Regions from separate parts of the Mus musculus genome. Here region 2 is linked to region 1. A link is a contact called in public HiChIP or PLAC-seq data. All regions are on one chromosome and are shown on one strand. Each heading gives the region's core, a stretch centred on a gene start, on an enhancer-like site or on the middle of the called end of the contact. The rest is flanking DNA. Distances are from core to core; before and after follow the strand shown. Region 1 overlaps Ugcg (UDP-glucose ceramide glucosyltransferase). Region 2 has its middle 5.7 kb from the start of Gm35578.

Region 1 (4,821 bases), core at 936-3,435:
TAAACGGACATTCTTTTGTGCTTTTGATAAATATTTCAAGTACCCCACACCACAGAGCTTTGTCAGTTATATTACATAAAGTCAAAACTGTGTTCTCCAAAGTGGGATTGCATATTCTAGGGAGGGTGTACTCCGTATTGACCCCTTGGCATACAGAAAGGAGTATGGCAGGGACTGGCTAGGCAGAGAGAAATGGTAGTAGATGAAATTATTAAGGTTCTAAACTGTGGTTTGGTTTTAATTTTGTGAGAAATTTCTGATATGGCCTCTAACAATTCTTTTTATTCATAAGCCTAGACGTGAACAGTACTGCATTATCAATATAAATATCCCGAGAAAAAAAGGAGGTGTATAGTCTTTTTTTTTTTTTTTTTTTTTTTTAATTTTCAAGACAGGGTTTCTCTGTGTAGCCCTAGCTGTCCTGGAACTCACTTTGTAGACCAGGCTGGTCTCAGAAATCCACCTGCCCCTGCCTCCCGAGTGCTGGGATTAAAGGCGTGTGCCACCACACCTGGCTGAGGTGTATATTCTTAAAGCAAGATATCTTTATAAAAAGAGGGGAAAGGAAGTAGAGCTTATTACTCTAAGCTTATGCCCAAATCTAAAAGTTGCAAGACTGTTTTAGTTCAGAAGGTCCCTGCTGCTGCTGCTGACTTAATTACAGCCTTCCAGATACAGTGAATTATTAGGGGACTGAGTTTGTATATAAATTGATTGTTCAGCACATTCACATGAGAGATTTAAGACAATGTCTTAGCATGAAATGGACCAATAGGAATGAATCACCAGATTTTATCAGTGTAGGGATTCTTCAAACTAAAATAACTACCAGATGATTCATGTCGCTTTTGGGTAGATACCAGCAGGCATCCAGGTCAGCATATAGTAAATAAATATACCTACAAACTCATATTTATTGAGGTATATTTGCAAGAGTCAAGCTACAAAGCCTAATGAGTTATCCATCAGCAGATAAATGGATAAAGAAAATATGGTATACATTTTATTCAGCCTTAGAGAACAACAGAATTGCAACATTTGCAGGAAAGTGGGTGGAACTGGAGATCATCGGGTTAAAAGAAATTAACCAGACTCAGACAAATACCATTTTTTTCTTGCATATGCAGAATCAGATGATGATGATGATAATGATAAATGTATGTGGGGGTGCATTGATCACTGCCCAGATGATCACCCCATTATTAGGGGGAAGGTTTTTATTGTGAATAAGAGAATATCGGGAGCAGACAGAAAGAAAGCAGACTGGACATGGCCAGAAGCAAGAGAACCGGGAGCACAGAGAGTAGTGGTTGGAGGCAGTTAGGGTCTGTGCCATTATAGAGACCAAACGGGAATCTGGAGAGAGGGAGGGGAGCCTGAGCTGAGAAGGACTAGCCTTTGAGAAGTGTAACAAGTACTTGTGAGCAGAGACTGAGGAAACCTGGAGGCCAGCATGGGCTTTGAAATGCAATCACTGGTGCACACCCCCTCTCCAGAGGCAAAGGAAATGACCTTTTGGGGATGGGAAGCCCATTTTGGGGATGAGGAATGCTGGCTTTTATCTAACCACCAGAAATCCTTCTATAGTCCAGCCTGAGCTCATTTCTGGACATCCTGACTTTCTGAGACCTAACAGTAATAAGGCATGAAAACAGAAAGGGGGTGGGGTGGGGGCTCTAGCAGCAGGTAGGGACAGAAAGGGGGGGAAGAGAGAGAGAGACAGAGAGAGAGAGAGAGAGAGAGAGAGAGAGAGAGAGAATGAATAATGGGAGCAGTGACTGTCGCCAAAGTACACTGTATCCAGATAGAAATAGATCCTTTTGATGAGTGAAAACGGGTCAATAAGTTGCTAGCCTTAGACCTTCTCATCCTGTTATCTTCGTCATATTCTCTTCATGATTTCTGGGTGGGTTTGGGGGCACTTTATTCTCTCTGATGCATTTTGGGATTTTATCTTCCACTACTGTGTGCAGTCTTTTGTCTCGTGTGAATGGCATGTAGAGCAATGGTTCTCAGCCTTCCTAATGCTGCGACCCTTTAATACAGATCCTCATGTTTGGTGACACACACACACACACCCCACCCCAATAACATCATTTTGTTGCTACTTCATAGCTGTGGTTTTGCTGTCATGAGTCATAGTGTAAACATCTGTGTTTTCTGATGGTCTGAGGTGACCCTGTGAGAGGGTTGTTCCACATCACCACAGGTTGAGAACTACAGACACAGGAGCCGTGCTTTGTTTTATGTAGTCCTGGTTGTCTTGACAGTGTCATATTCCTTCTCCAGGCCCAAGACCGCAAAGATGTTTTCTAGGAAAACTTTTGTCTTCATAGTCTTATGTTCGGTGTAACTAAATCTAAGATAAGTAGTGTCTCCAACTTCCTCTCAGGGCTCAGAGTTTTCTGCTTTGTCTTTCAAGAATTCCAGACACAAGGGTGTCAAACCAGATTTCTTTCTTAAAGCAGGCTTTTTCCAGACTGACAAGCTATAGTATAGTAATAGGAGGGCTAAGGCAAGCTTGGGCTCCAGCCTGAAGTCACTGCAGGAGTAACAGGGATCTATATATGTGGCACTCATTATTTTCCGTGATTTGAACCATGGCAGCTAAACTGCCATGTGAACTTTGTTTTATGCCCGCAGTCCAGGTGCCCTTTACTAGATGACTGTCTGCAGGCATCCATCTAGTCTGCTATTTTGTTAGCAATGGGGGAAACATTTTTGTGTGTCTGTGGTCATTAGTGTTAGAGTCTGCTTTTGGTTGTGTTTAACACCGTGGATGGACCCTGTAGATCTATATTCTCCAAACTGTCAGTGACACGTAAAAATTTACATTGTTACAATCTGCCATGGCGTGGCACTCTGACGTACTACAATGAAAAATAAATTGCTGGTCACACGCTTGGGTGTCGTGGTTATGTCAAAGCGCTACGTTTTAAGTTTTCTGAAAGACTTTCTTCTATTTCTTCTCTTTTTTTCTTCTATTTCTTCTCATTGCAAAGCAGTAAAGCACCTGGCCAGTCAGTCTATACTTGGCTAGTGGTCAGTCATCTAGCTTTTGTTTGCTGCTGTAGATCAGAAGTTAACTCTTCAACCTTGTTGGTTTCTGTTTTTTCTCTTGTCAGTAACATAGTTTCTTTTACAACAACGATGTTTCTGTGGCCCTAAGTGAAGCAGGTGTTTGCTGAGGAGCACTCTGTCTTCCTGCCTCAGGGAGCCAGCCTAAGCTGACTGTCTGTCTGCATGTGTTTCCCTTACTGGTGTGCTTCCAAATGTGTGCTTGACACACTTGCAGCATCTGTAGTACCATTCTTTGAAGTGCAGATGTGCTGCCACTAATGGGCTTTTGCTCTTCTAGAGGAAGATCTCAGTGGGCTTCCCCACTCTTGGCAGGACTTCTGGCTGGCTGGAGCACTTGTAAGATGCCACTGATTCCAGAGATGTCAAAGCATGGAGACACCTGGATCCCAGGACTCCTCCCAGGCAGATCCGGGAGTGCCCCTGCATCTGATTACTGCTGATGCCTGGAGCCTGGCTGATGAGATGGGACCTACTGGCTCTGTTTTTGTAGAAGTAGGGAGGGAGAAACTCCAGCATGTTCTCTCTTCTCCAACTGACTGGGTATCCCTCTTTAGGAGCTGTGATACCTTAGGCATGGACCAGGGTAGTGAACCTGAGCCATCTGCTCAGTGGTGCTGGTATATCTTCTGGTGTCATTAAGACCCCCCCCCTTTTTTTTAATCTGAGGGTTTTTTTTGTTTTGTTTTGTTTTTTGTTTTGTTTTGTTTTGTTTTCTTTCTACTCTGCCAGCCCGAGCTTATTGCCAGTAGACATTTCATCTGTCCTGTTCTCAAAGTGCGCTCATTACACTCCCATATTCTTCTGGCACATACAGTGCATATAAAGGTTTTACCTACTTTTATAGCTGTTTGGTTACTTCTTGGCAGTTTGAGAAGCAGGGTAATCATGTGTAGGCCAATATTGTCATTTGTTTTGTGTGTGGGGGTGGGGAGGTGGGTGTATGTGACTATGTGTGTGAGAAAGAGAATGTCCCGGTATCTGCAGAGGCCAGATACAATATAAAAACCTTTGGGTTTCTTATCCTATCGGTTTCAATTTTACTGAGACAGGCTTTCGTCCCCCCACCCTGCTTGACTAGACTGGTTTGCTGGTGCTACTGTATTCACATCCCATTGGGATTACACACACCACACCCAGCTTTTTACATGAGGGGATCTGAACTCAAGTTCTCATGCTTGCATAGCATCTTACCCGCAGAGCTATTCCCCCCCCCCCCCCCCCCCCCCCGCCCTGGCCCTCCAAACCTGCCCTTCATTGCCTGTGAGTGCCTGCTCTGACCCTGTGGCTCCTAAGCCCTGGGAGCACAGCAGTGAAGGATAAACATCCGGGGAGCATCCATGTGCTGGCCAGCATTGGAACAGCCAGCCTGCCTGCCTGCCTGCCTGCCATCTATCCTCCCTCCCTCCCTCCCTCCCTCCCTCCCTCCCTCCCTCCCTCCCTTCCTTCCTTCCTTCCTTCCTTCCTTCTGGGTTTCCTAGACCAGAAGCTCATTTGGTTTGTCTTTTCTTAGTTTTCAGTCAGGTTTCCTTGTCAGAAAGATGTCAGCTTTGGAAATTCTCGTCTTGGTGCTGGGGTGTTATTATTGCACAGTTGGCAGAGGGTTTGCCCAGCATGTATGAAGCCCTGGGTTTGGTCCCACAAACTGGGCATGGATGTGCATGCCTGTAATCCTAATACTTAAAAGGTGGTCAGAGGAAGTTCAAGGTTATCCTTGGCTATATGAAACCCCCCTCTTCAAAC
Region 2 (4,821 bases), core at 904-3,403, 82 kb after region 1:
TAGACACTCTGTGCTGGGAACCTGTTCTTGTCGGACCTCTGAGGGCAGGTATCTGTGCCGAAAGCTCACATTGCTCTTCTCTGAACTACAAAGCAGAAACCACTGTCCACATAGATTCCCCATTCCTTCTCTGTGTCCGAACTGATCTTTGACAATGAGGTCATTTATTTAATTTTTATGCTTAACCTCACGGAAATCTTAGATCAAGACTTATTAAGTGAGTGGGGCAGTGGTGGCACACGCCTTTAATCCCAGCACTTGGGAGGCAGAGGCAGGCAAATTTCTGAGTTCCAGAAATTTCTGAGGCCAGCCTGGTCTACAGAGTGAGTTCCAGGACAGCCAGGGCTGCACAGAGAAACCCTGTCTCACCTTATTAAGTGAATGAATAGACAAATGGATCTCTCTCTCTCTCTCTCTCTCTCTCTCTCTCTCTCTCTCTGTCTCTCAGAATTTAGCTAGTATTTGCCTAATTTCCCCCATAGTTACAGAGAAAAGCTATTTTATAAACTATTATTCCACAAAGTTATAGAAAGCACTCTGACCTGATCGACACCTTTTTTAAACAAGTAAATGATTTTTAAAAATCAGGATGGCTACCGCCAATCTGCTTTCAACACCAGAAAATGGGGGGAAAGGGATGGGAGAGGGGACAGGAGAGGGGACGGGAGAGGGGACAAGGGAGGCAGCCATTGAAACCATGCCCTTTATCAGCAGATCTGCGGCCCACTGACACCCACTTCAGGACCCTGACTAGGACTGTGTCTCCATTGGTTTCACCTCCTGGCAGTGAACTTGAATATTCATCATTTTTCATTTTACCCCCTGATAAGGAGTGGAGACATCTTGGGCATGGGAGGGACCAAGCTAAACGCTACTCCAAGTTCCTAAGTAAGTGTGTGCTCTTGCTAGCTTTCCTCTCAGCTAGAACGTATTACAGAACCAAAGGAACCAGGCCAACGTGGAGCTCATTAGCCAGCCATCAGCAGCAAATAACAGCCACCCCAGACGCAGAGGGTAACACGGTTAGTGACTTAATCCACGGCTTTAATGAAAGGCTTTACAGACTTTCCAGGAAGGAAAACACCCTCCAACAGACACCACTGGGACAGTCTGCTGCCAGGAGAAAAACTCAGTCCTACTTGACACACATAGTGCACATAGTCACATCACAAATAAGGTTTCTGTTTTCCTGGTTTTTGAGACAAGGTCTCCCTACGTAGACCGACTGACCGGGAACTCACTACAGAGACGAGGCTGGCCTCAGACTCACAGAGCACTCTCACAAACCCGCCTGCCTCTACCTACCCACTGCTTTGATTGGAGGCCTTTGTCAGTCCATCCTGGCATACAAATAAAATTAAGGAGAATAATTCCATGCCTTTCTGACCAAAGGCAGCGAAGATCCAGACAGGAATCCCAGCGTCATCTGGGAGAACTGGTTATAATTTGTTGCAGTCCCCACATGCAGTACTAAAAGTGCAAACAAGACTGGGCCCAAAGCACTTAGTGACGTGCAGTGCCAGCATCCAGGAACTCTGGCTCCTGGACCTGTGCCAGCTCTGGGGGTTTGCTGTGGCTCACAAGCTAAGGCGATTTTTTTTTTTTTAGATTTTATTTATTTATTATATGTAAGTACACCGTAGCTGTCTTCAGATCTCATTATGGGTGGTTGTGAGCCACCATGTGGTTGCTGGGATTTGGACTCAGGACCTCTGGAAGAGCAGTCAGTGCTCTTACCCGCTGAGCCATCTCACCAGCCCCACTAAGGTGATTTTTATATTACTAAATGGTTGGGAAAGCAGATTAGAAGAATCCTATCCAATGGCCTGTGACGATCACGTGAAGCATTTCAGAGTCTACAAAGGAGTGATGGAGACTTTACCTGTTCACATAGGTCTTACCTGTGGCTGCTTCAGGGTAACATACAAAGGTAAAGACTTACAGCATAGACCTCCATGGTCTTTGAAGTCTGAAATATGTACAGCCTGCTTCTTTCCAGAAAACCTTTAGCTACTCAGAGAACCCATGAGATTAAGTTAGTCCAGGCTGTTGCTGGAGGGAAATTAACCTGAAGAGAGCTCAGGCTCTCCCACTGTTGGAAACCAAGCACTACCTCCTTCTGAAGCTGACACAGTCTCGTTCAAGGGTGCCCACCACAGCCTCCTGGGTAAGTTCAAGTTGCCTTTGAAGATCCTGGCCACTGTAACTTCGATCTGTCCTAGAATAAGGTTGGGGATTCCCATGAAACTGAAGTGCAAGGTGGGGACCACAGAGAAGGAAGTGAGGGGGGCTAGAAGGAAGTGGGGGGCTTGAGAGAGCAGATAAGGGGCTTTCTCAGGACCATGTTTTGCATATATAAAGATAGCCCAAGGCCTTAAAGGAAACAGACTGAGGAAACTGTATTTCTGCTCTGTGGTAATAGATGGGTTACTTCTTAGGACATATCTGACTGTCTGACTAAAGGCCAACACATAGAGAAACTGTGAGCAGAAAGTTCTAGGGAAAGAGACCCTCCCCCCAACTGATCTGTCATTTTGTTGAGCTGTGTGGGAAGGATCTCAAAAGTTCATTGGTTCTTCTCATGAATGGCGAAGTAGAAGAAGGAAGTGGAGGAAGATGGGAGGAAGAGGAGGAAGACAGAAGGAAGAGGAGGAAGACAGGAGGAAGAAGAGGAGACAGAAGGAAGAGGAGGAAGACAGGAGGAAGAGGAGGAAGACAGAAGGAAGAGGAGGAAGACAGGAGGAAGAGGAAGAAGACAGAAGGAAGAAGAGGAAGACAGAAGGAAGAGGAGGAAGACAGAAGGAAGAGGAGGAAGACAGGAGGAAGTCAGGAGGAAGACAGGAGGAAGAGGAGGAAGACAGGAGGAAGAGGAGGAAGACAGAAGGAAGAGGAGGAAGACAGGAGGAAGAGGAAGAAGACAGAAGGAAGAAGAGGAAGACAGAAGGAAGAGGAGGAAGACAGGAGGAAGAGGAGGAAGACAGGAGGAAGAGGAAGAAGACAGAAGGAAGAGGAGGAAGACAGAAGGAGAGGAGGAAGACAGAAGGAAGAGGAGGAAGACAGGAGGAAGACAGGAGGAAGAGGAGGAAGACAGAAGGAAGAGGAGGAAGACAGGAGGAAGACAGGAGGAAGAGGAGCAAGACAGGAGGAAGAGGAGGAAGACAGAAGGAAGAGGAGGAAGACAGGAGGAAGACAGGAGGAAGAGGAGGAAGACAGGAGGAAGAGGAGGAAGACAGGAGGAAGAGGAGGAAGACAGGAGGAAGAGGAAGAAGACAGAAGGAAGAAGAGGAAGGCAGAAGGAGGAGGAGGAAGACAGGAGGAAGAGGAGGAAGACAGGAGGAAGAGGAGGAAGACAGGAGGAAGAGGAGGAAGACAGAAGGAAGAGGAGGAGGAGGGGAAAGAGACAATCGAAACAGCAGATAGCAAGAATATTGATTATTTGATCCTGATGCTATCCAGTAGACATCCTCATTCTTTCTTCAGATGAAGCAGGGGTTACAGCTGTGCATGGCCATGCCTGGATTTTAGGTGGGTGCCAGGGACCCATACTTGCTCAGTAATGACTAAATCCACTGAGCCAATGCCCAGACCCAAGTATCTATATTTCTAAAGCATCCTCAGTGATTCGAGTGTGTGAGAAAAGTTGCGCGCCAGGGTTCTGGGGCTTCTGAAGCCACTGGCAGTGTGAGGCCTGGGTGTGAGACTGAGGCGTGTGAGCTTTGTCAAGGTCAAGGTAAAGACAGACACCTGAGATCCCTGATGTGGCTGAGTCTACTTTCTGCAGGTAGGTAACTTGGGGTTCAATTTAAAGGGAACCCCCCATCCTGAATTGGGGGTTTGCAGACTGCTAAAAAAGATGTCGTAGACTCTAACACAAACAAGAATCAGAAAGTTCAGAAGAGGTTTGGCACACAGTGAGTGACTTTTTCACTGTGCAGAAAAAGAGATAGAAGTATCGTTGCAGATGAAAGAGATACTACTTATGCTATGAAGCTGAATATGAGGACTGTAACAAGCCCTGGCTGTCCTGCACCCAATTTGTAGACCAGGCTGGCCCCCAACTCAGAGATCCACCTGCCTCTCTCCCCCCAGGGCTGGGGTCACAGCCAAGCAGCGCCATATCTGGCAGTGCGGATTATTTTTACATGCAAGCACCTAGAACAAACACCTAGTCAAAGTTTACAATGCTCAAAATGTATTTGCCAAGAAGCAAAATGAACCATAATGAAATTTGAAAACTAATCAACTATAGTGTCACCTTGACATCAGAGAACAAAGGCATTTGTTAGTGTTTAATTTTCATTCCTGAGACTTGGTCTTTTAGTAGTCTTCTAACAGAGACAGGATATTACTATGTGTGTGCATGCACAGGCGCGCACACACACACACACTCACATGCACTAACATACATATAGAACACACATACATTCATACACACACATACAAATACATCATAAACATATACATTCACACACATTCACAGTCACACACATACATATAAACGTGTTCACATACACACATTCTCACACACATGCCATGTACACACACTCACACACACATGCACTCAAACACATAAAACCACACATATACATACACACACTCACACACATTAATACACGCACACAAACATCATAGGCACTCACATAAACACACACACACACACGCACACATACACACTAAAAGAACAATAGCAGAGCTTAGACTTTAGAGCACCAAGATTAGAATCTCAACCCTATTAGGTTGTGGTATGTGACCTTGGATAATGACAACTCTGTAAACCTATTTTAAAAGAGGGATGAGGGGGAGGAGGAGGAGGAGGAGGAG

The links. HiChIP or PLAC-seq counts read pairs in DNA pulled down with a chosen protein or histone mark.
Region 2: a BATF HiChIP or PLAC-seq map of CD8 T cells shows a contact between it and region 1, with 17 read pairs. The contact joins two enhancer-like sites. A contact is called at or near these places in 5 of 39 promoter capture datasets (the HPC-7 cell line, the SN4741 cell line, hematopoietic stem and progenitor cells and 2 more), 2 of 15 datasets of contacts at CTCF or cohesin (CD8 T cells and the NIH/3T3 cell line), 7 of 484 Hi-C or Micro-C datasets (the C2C12 cell line, CD4 T cells, CD8 T cells and 3 more), 7 of 115 datasets of contacts at active chromatin or transcription factors (CD8 T cells, the HPC-7 cell line, bone marrow-derived macrophages and 4 more) and 3 of 9 other capture datasets (adipose tissue, liver and pancreatic islet).

The regions. Positions count from the first base shown.
Region 1 is chr4:59,202,711-59,207,531 of GRCm38.p6, forward strand. All of the region lies in intron 1 of Ugcg (UDP-glucose ceramide glucosyltransferase), which reads left to right. Among named protein-coding and RNA genes, the nearest start is that of Ugcg, 16 kb to the left of the region's middle. Within about 2 kb of position 2,186, at least 89 of the 459 cell types and tissues checked have an H3K27ac peak or open chromatin away from gene starts, as enhancers often do. A contact at or near this core is called in CD8 T cells and regulatory T cells, where this site is marked.
Region 2 is chr4:59,285,003-59,289,823 of GRCm38.p6, forward strand. No RefSeq gene overlaps it. Among named protein-coding and RNA genes, the nearest start is that of Gm35578, 5.7 kb to the left of the region's middle. Within about 2 kb of position 2,154, at least 27 of the 459 cell types and tissues checked have an H3K27ac peak or open chromatin away from gene starts, as enhancers often do. A contact at or near this core is called in CD8 T cells and regulatory T cells, where this site is marked.